2 separate regions of the Sus scrofa genome follow, and region 1 is linked to region 2. The links are chromatin contacts, called in public HiChIP or PLAC-seq maps. All regions are on one chromosome and are shown on one strand. The core of a region is the stretch at or near the end of the contact, and the rest is flanking DNA. Distances in the headings are between cores, read along the strand shown. Region 1 overlaps FREM2 (FRAS1-related extracellular matrix protein 2). Region 2 overlaps FREM2 (FRAS1-related extracellular matrix protein 2).

Region 1 (2,942 bases), core at 439-2,938, 74 kb after region 2:
CCTATATTTTTTTATGTCTTTGTGGATATGACCCTGTGGGCTGTGCTGCCTCTGTTTTGGAATGCATATGGCGGCGGGTGTGCTGAGGGTGGGTGTGTAGAGAATGGAGGAAGAAACTAACAAGCCAATTATCAACGTGTGATGATTGGACTAAATCCTTGGAGTTATTAAGCAGTCTGCAGAGTTAAAAAATCTGTTGATGTGTTTTCCTGGTCTATCTCTCAGTCTCTTGGAGTTCCATTGGTCATACCAAGGCACAGCTGCCCTCAGGTCAAGGTTCTTCCTCTCTGGGTGTCTGGGTCAGGATTAGGGCTCCCTTCCCCACCCCATCCCAGGGCAGATTCTGAATGCATCTTGACCACTCCTTCCTTGTCTTTAATATCCAATTACTTAAATAGGAAAAGGAGAAGGAAATAAATATTGAGTCAATGTCCTGAGCGATCACATTCTTTGAAGTTTCCTTTTTACTCATTTCTTATCTCTGTTCTTATACTTAATCTTGCAGGAACACCTTTCCCCCCCATCTCTTGGAGTGTCCAAATGCCTGTACTTAGGGCTCCATTTAAACACTGTCTCTTCCATGAACTTGTCTTTGATCCCCTCAGGTCAAAGTAATCCCTCTCTTGTGAACTCCCCCAGCTCATTATCAGTGCCTCTCTCCCAACACTTGCCAGCCTCTAGCTCATGCACATCATCGGTGTACTTGTTCCATCTTCCAAAGTTCAGTGTCAACTTCTGGGGGTGGGAGTGGGGGTGGTAAGAACCAGTAGGCTTCAGCTTCATACCTGGAGGTTTTCTGTAAAACAGTAAAAGCCAACCTGACTTTAAGGGCCAGAAGACAGAATTTCAGGAGTTCTCAGAAATTCTTTTCTGGAAGATTCTAAGGCCAAGCAGAGTTTAAAGGATCATCCTCATGCAGAAAAGGCAAGGAAATGAATCCCTTATTTTAACTTTAATTTTTGATTCTCACAATAATTAGTAAGACTGATGCTGAAGGTAGTAGCATGGTTGCTAACCACTCTCCTTACCTTGTAGGAGAACAAGACAGCTTGAGAATGAAATTATCAACTATCCCCAATAAAGTAATTTTCATATCTTAATCTTTTTAAATATTAAATATCTATCCCTACGGCTGGTTTAAAGGTATAGGGATATCCAGCTTTTAAAAATAGCTGTGTATTTGATTTCCAGTTCAGATTTCATGCTGGAAACTATTTTATTCTGGGCAAATGGAACTGTAGGAAGTTAGAAAACCTTGGCAGCCTGGAAAAATACTACCAGTGGAATTATGTTCTACAGGTAACTATCTTTTCTTCAAGAAGAAAATTGTCAAAATTAAGTGGACACCCAGAAATTACCCTTTTTTAAACAGAAGTCAAAGTGGTGACACTAGTCTCGTTAAGAAAAGTATCCTTCGTCTTTCTAGAAACCAGGCAGCCCTATGTTCCTTGGGAGGGCTAATTGAAGGTTGTGACTCTTTGTTATTCTAAACACAACAAAACAAAACAAAAAACCTGTTGTGTTCCCATTGGAAAAGAAGATGAAGATGCCTAAAGACCAGCTGGAGAAGTTCAAAAGAGGTCTTTTCATCAAAACCTTAATGGCTGGGGTGTCAGGGCTTGGGGACAAAGCATTTGGGAGTGTAGTTATCAGCTGTCAGGCACCTGTTGTGTGGATTTATGACACAAGTCACAGACTTTAATTTGTTTCCAGTGAGATGTTGAGACCAGCTCCTTGCACCACATAGATGACAGAAGCTGTTTTAGAAAAGCAAAGAATCACACTGAAGTAAAACTTTGTCGGTTTTTTAAGTTAACGTCACCTAAACTTCACTAAACCTTCTGTCAGCTGCTGCTGCTGTTATTAAAAATGTCAACACTGATTATTCCCATGCTTTGAGGTTTTAGAAGAATTTACATGGTAGGTAACAAATGAATAAATAACATGTCTTTCTGTTCTTTAGATCAACTATGGAGTTCTGTTTTGCAAGGCCAGTGTAAGAATGAAAGTTATAATAAACTTCAGCTTAGTTCCTCAAATCCTCCTATCACTCCTGCATAAGTAGTACCTCTGATTTTACAAATTCTGAAATGCAGGATGATTTGCGTCTGTAGAAGTCAGAAGAGTTACGAACTTTTTCATTCAACTCAGAGTTAAGCTTTATACACTTAACTTTATATTCTCTAGCAAGATATCTATTTAAAAATCCCCGATGTAGAGTGAATGCTGAGCATTTAAGATAAGTGCTTGGAGCATGCCCAGGTCTTAACGAGACGCAAAGTTTCTCAGTGTTGTTTATGAATTTTATTTCAAATAAAATCTGAAAGAAGTGGACATATAAAATCCTTGGCAAACTTGTTCGGCTCTGTGTTACTTGAAACCCCTGATTAACTAGTAACCTGACACCCTCATCCTCAACCAGAAAATAAGTTTTGTGAATCTGTGAGTAGAAGTGAAGTTAGCAAACTCTAAGAGCATCTATGCTGTTTCCTAAGGGAAGGGAAGGTTAAACAGGCTTTTTGTTATCAATAACCCCTTGGCGGTCTTACCTAGATAAACACAAATTCCAGTCGTTCACATTCATAGGTAATCACTAAAATCTTTGTATAGCATTCATAGCATGTGCCAGATGTGTTAGAAAGAGTGTTATTAAATTGGATTTGGACACTAGATGAATGCCTGTCCTGGGGCAGGGGCTGGGGGTGGGGGTGTTGAGGGAGGGGCGGCTCAGGCGGTTAGTGGCAGAATGCACATGAAGATAAAGAGTGACAATGACTCTGATTGGAGATACAGAAGTACACACAGCAGGCTAAGCCAGGCTTCCCAAGCCTTAGCGGAGTTGGACTTAAATTGCGAGGAGGAGTAGGAAGCGAGAGATATTCTGGGCAGAAGACTTCCCACATGCAAAAGCAGTCATTGTGTGCAGAAAACAGTGAGAAGTT
Region 2 (3,170 bases), core at 117-2,616:
AGGATATAACAGAATTTTTCCTTGTCACTACAACTTGAATTCTGTATGCAATAATAAATAACCCTACTAAGTTACAAAGTAACAGTGCCAAAGCAGACTGGAAATTGATGATGAGCTGGATGGGGATTTTCTCAAATGTTTAAAAGATTGTTCACATCTCTTCTATGCTTCTGGATATTCGTTTTAGTGTATCAATTGTAAGCAGGAGTTCAAAGTTCCCTGAAAGTACAAAAAATGTAGATTAAGCTGAAGTAATATTCAATTAACTAAATGTTATTTGTTTGGATAAATGGCTCTCTTGAATTAATCTCTCTCTCTCTTTCTCCCTCTCTGTCCTCTCCCAAGGACAGATGCTGCCCAGTGGCCTTCCTAGAGTGGACTCTGACATCTCTCAGCAATACTTACATACAGAGCTTGTGCTGTGGCCTGGAAAATAGCTCTCAATGCTTCAGGCAGCAATCAAAACCCTGAACTGGAGGATCTCAGGCCAAAGACCAAAAAAGGTTAAAGGGATAAATGCTTTTCTCTGATATGTGCCTGCTTATGCATCTTATGTCCTCAGTTTGGACTGAATTGTAAAAGGGCATAGCACTCCTTTTTTCCCCCAAATCTAACATACTTTTAATCAGGAAAAGGGAGGATGATCATTATTTCAATTTTATATTCCAATTAATTATCAGGGTCATAAAGAACATGACCCCAAATGAAACATTTTGCTTAAGGAAAGCAAGACTCAGGAAAAGAACTAATCTGAAAATGATAGAGTTTTATTTGTGAGGATGTTTTTGTCTTTTTGTTTTTTGTGGGGTTTTTTTTTTGTTTTTTTGTTTTTTGTTTTTTGTTTTTTTTTTTTTTTTGGTGGGGGGAGCGGGTTGGGAGGGGAGCAGTTAAAAAACTTTCTGAAAGGGAATCTACACTCTTCTGAAACCGGACAAACGCAAGGGGGCAGGCAGAGCTCGAATCTGACTTCAAAACCGGCTGGCTGAAGGGATCAAACCCATTTGAGTTCGCCCTCTGGATATTTATCCGTTCTCTTGGCAGACCAAGAAGTGTAATGCTGACAAGCGGGTTTAGTGTGTACTTGGTCCAATTACGGCGAGAAGAGGAACGTCTCTCATGACAGCTACCCAAGCAGCGGCGGCTTTGGAAGAGCCTGGGCTGCATTCCTCGAACATATCCTTTGGTGCGACTCTCCCAGTTCTGATCAGACTACATTTCTCACACATTCCAAATGCTCCTTTTACCTTTTACTCTGAGATTTGGTTGCAAAGGAGGCGCTTGTTAAAACCTGACCAATCCGGGGACCATACTCATTGTAATGCACGAGCCCACAGCAGCAGTCGGGGATGGGGGGCTGTGGAGTAGGGAGCGCAACCTCCCCTAGATTGCTTTTTAATTCCAGTTTTCCTTCTTAGGCAAGTACGCTCCAGAGTTTCTCCCTAAACTGCTTGGGGTTTTGATTCAAACTTTGGCGACGTTGCTTTCTAACTTTCCTCCTGCGTCTGCAAGTTTCAGAGAGAAATAAGCACCCCCTGCGCGGGATCCCATGGAAGTGGGGGGATTGGGAACTAGAGTGGGGGTATTCCTGGTTCACAGGCAGCTGAAAAAAGTGAATGCAGGCGGAAGGCGCGTTCCGGCTCCGCTGCTGGAGCCCCAACCCTAGCAGCCCAGAGTCGAGCCAGTTGCCTACTTCCAGGACAACCTGTAGCGCCTTCCATCTCCTCCCCTCCGCGCGGTTTCCCCGCCTCGGCCCCGGAGCTGATTGGCAGAGGTCGCTACCCAACCCTCGACTCCGGGCCTCCACCCGGGACCGACGATTGGCCTCCTGGGAGGACTGGAGTAAGGGGGTGCGAGGGGAGGGATTTCCCTCAAAGCCCAGGGTCCCGGGACCTGGGAAGGAGTGGTTGGAGGGACTCAGTTCTCCGCGCAACCCAGCCGCGAACCGCGCTGGGCGGGTCGGGACGCTTTAGTCTCCGCGGCTGCTCCAGCCCGGACCGCGCGGAGCCACTTTCCCATCCTTCTGGTCCAGCCCCTGCTCCAGCAGGACCCTGCGGGCGGCGGGCGGAGTTCCTGGCACTTTCCGGAGGGCTCTCTTGCTCCCTGCCCCGGACTGACTGCGCTCAGGCTGACCTGTCGGAGCCCTAACACACGGACCATGCACGCAGCTCCGACCCCCGGGATCACCGCCTGCGGGCGCCATGCAGCCAACCCCACCAACTTTCAACCAATGCTTCCTCCGCCGCCCGGGCTGGTGCTGCTGCTGCTGCTTCTCCTGTCACCGGTAAGCAGCGTCCGGGCACAGCCCGCTGCCCCCGGTCGGGCGTTGCTGTCCCCGAATCTTGCGGGGGTAGCAGGGGTCCCCGCCAAAGAGGCCGTAGTCCTGGCGAACCGTGGGCTCCGGGTGCCTTTCGGCCGTGAGGTCTGGCTGGATCCGTTGCAGGACCTGGTGCTGCAGGTGCAGCCGGGGGACCGCTGCTCAGTGACCGTGCTCGACAACGATGCGCTGGCCCAGAGGCCTGGCCGCCTGAGTCCCAAGCGCTTCCCATGCGACTTTGGCGCTGGAGAGGTGCGCTACTCGCACCTGGGGGCGCGCAGCCCATCTAGAGATCGAGTCCGGCTGCAGCTGCGCTACGATGCACCGGGAGGGGCGGCAGTGCTACCCTTGGTACTGGAGGTGGAGGTGGTCTTCACCCAGCTGGAGATTGTGACTCGGAACTTGCCCCTGGTCGTGGAGGAACTGCTGGGAACCAGCAATGCCCTGGACGCGCGGTCCCTGGAATTCGCCTACCAGCCCCAGACTGAGGAGTGTCGGGTGGGCATCCTCTCCGGCTTGGGCGCGCTGCCTCGCTACGGGGAACTCCTTCACTACCCGCAGGTCCCGGGACATGCCAGCGACCGGGGCACCCAGGAACCTCTGCTGATGGATTGCAGAGCTTTCCAGGAGCTTGGCGTGCGCTACCGCCACACAGCCCCCAGTCGTTCTCCAAACAGGGATTGGGTGCCCATGGTGGTGGAGCTGCGCTCACGAGCGTCTCCCGTGGGCAGCCCTGCTTTGAAACGCGAGCACTTCCAAGTACTCGTGAGAATCCGAGGAGGGACTGAGAACACCGCGCCCAAGCCCAGTTTTGTGGCCATGATGATGATGGAGGTGGACCAGTTTGTACTGACCG

Evidence for each region. HiChIP or PLAC-seq counts read pairs in DNA pulled down with a chosen protein or histone mark.
Region 1: a contact with region 2 is called in an H3K27ac HiChIP or PLAC-seq map of skeletal muscle. The contact joins two enhancer-like sites. A contact is called at or near these places in 1 of 5 promoter capture datasets (liver), 23 of 47 Hi-C or Micro-C datasets (adipocytes, alveolar macrophages, brain and 13 more) and 1 of 2 datasets of contacts at active chromatin or transcription factors (skeletal muscle).

The regions. Positions count from the first base shown.
Region 1 is chr11:14,031,388-14,034,329 of Sscrofa11.1, forward strand. The region is part of intron 8 of FREM2 (FRAS1-related extracellular matrix protein 2); the gene reads left to right. Among named protein-coding and RNA genes, the nearest start is that of STOML3, 120 kb to the right of the region's middle. Within about 2 kb of position 1,689, at least 7 of the 83 cell types and tissues checked have an H3K27ac peak or open chromatin away from gene starts, as enhancers often do. A contact at or near this core is called in fetal skeletal muscle and skeletal muscle, where this site is marked.
Region 2 is chr11:13,957,710-13,960,879 of Sscrofa11.1, forward strand. It overlaps FREM2 (FRAS1-related extracellular matrix protein 2), which reads left to right. Exons shown (of 30, transcript XM_021065218.1): 6 at 346-503; 7 at 1,042-3,170. The coding sequence starts at 2,156. Among named protein-coding and RNA genes, the nearest start is that of FREM2, 180 kb to the left of the region's middle. Within about 2 kb of position 1,367, at least 28 of the 83 cell types and tissues checked have an H3K27ac peak or open chromatin away from gene starts, as enhancers often do. A contact at or near this core is called in fetal skeletal muscle and skeletal muscle, where this site is marked.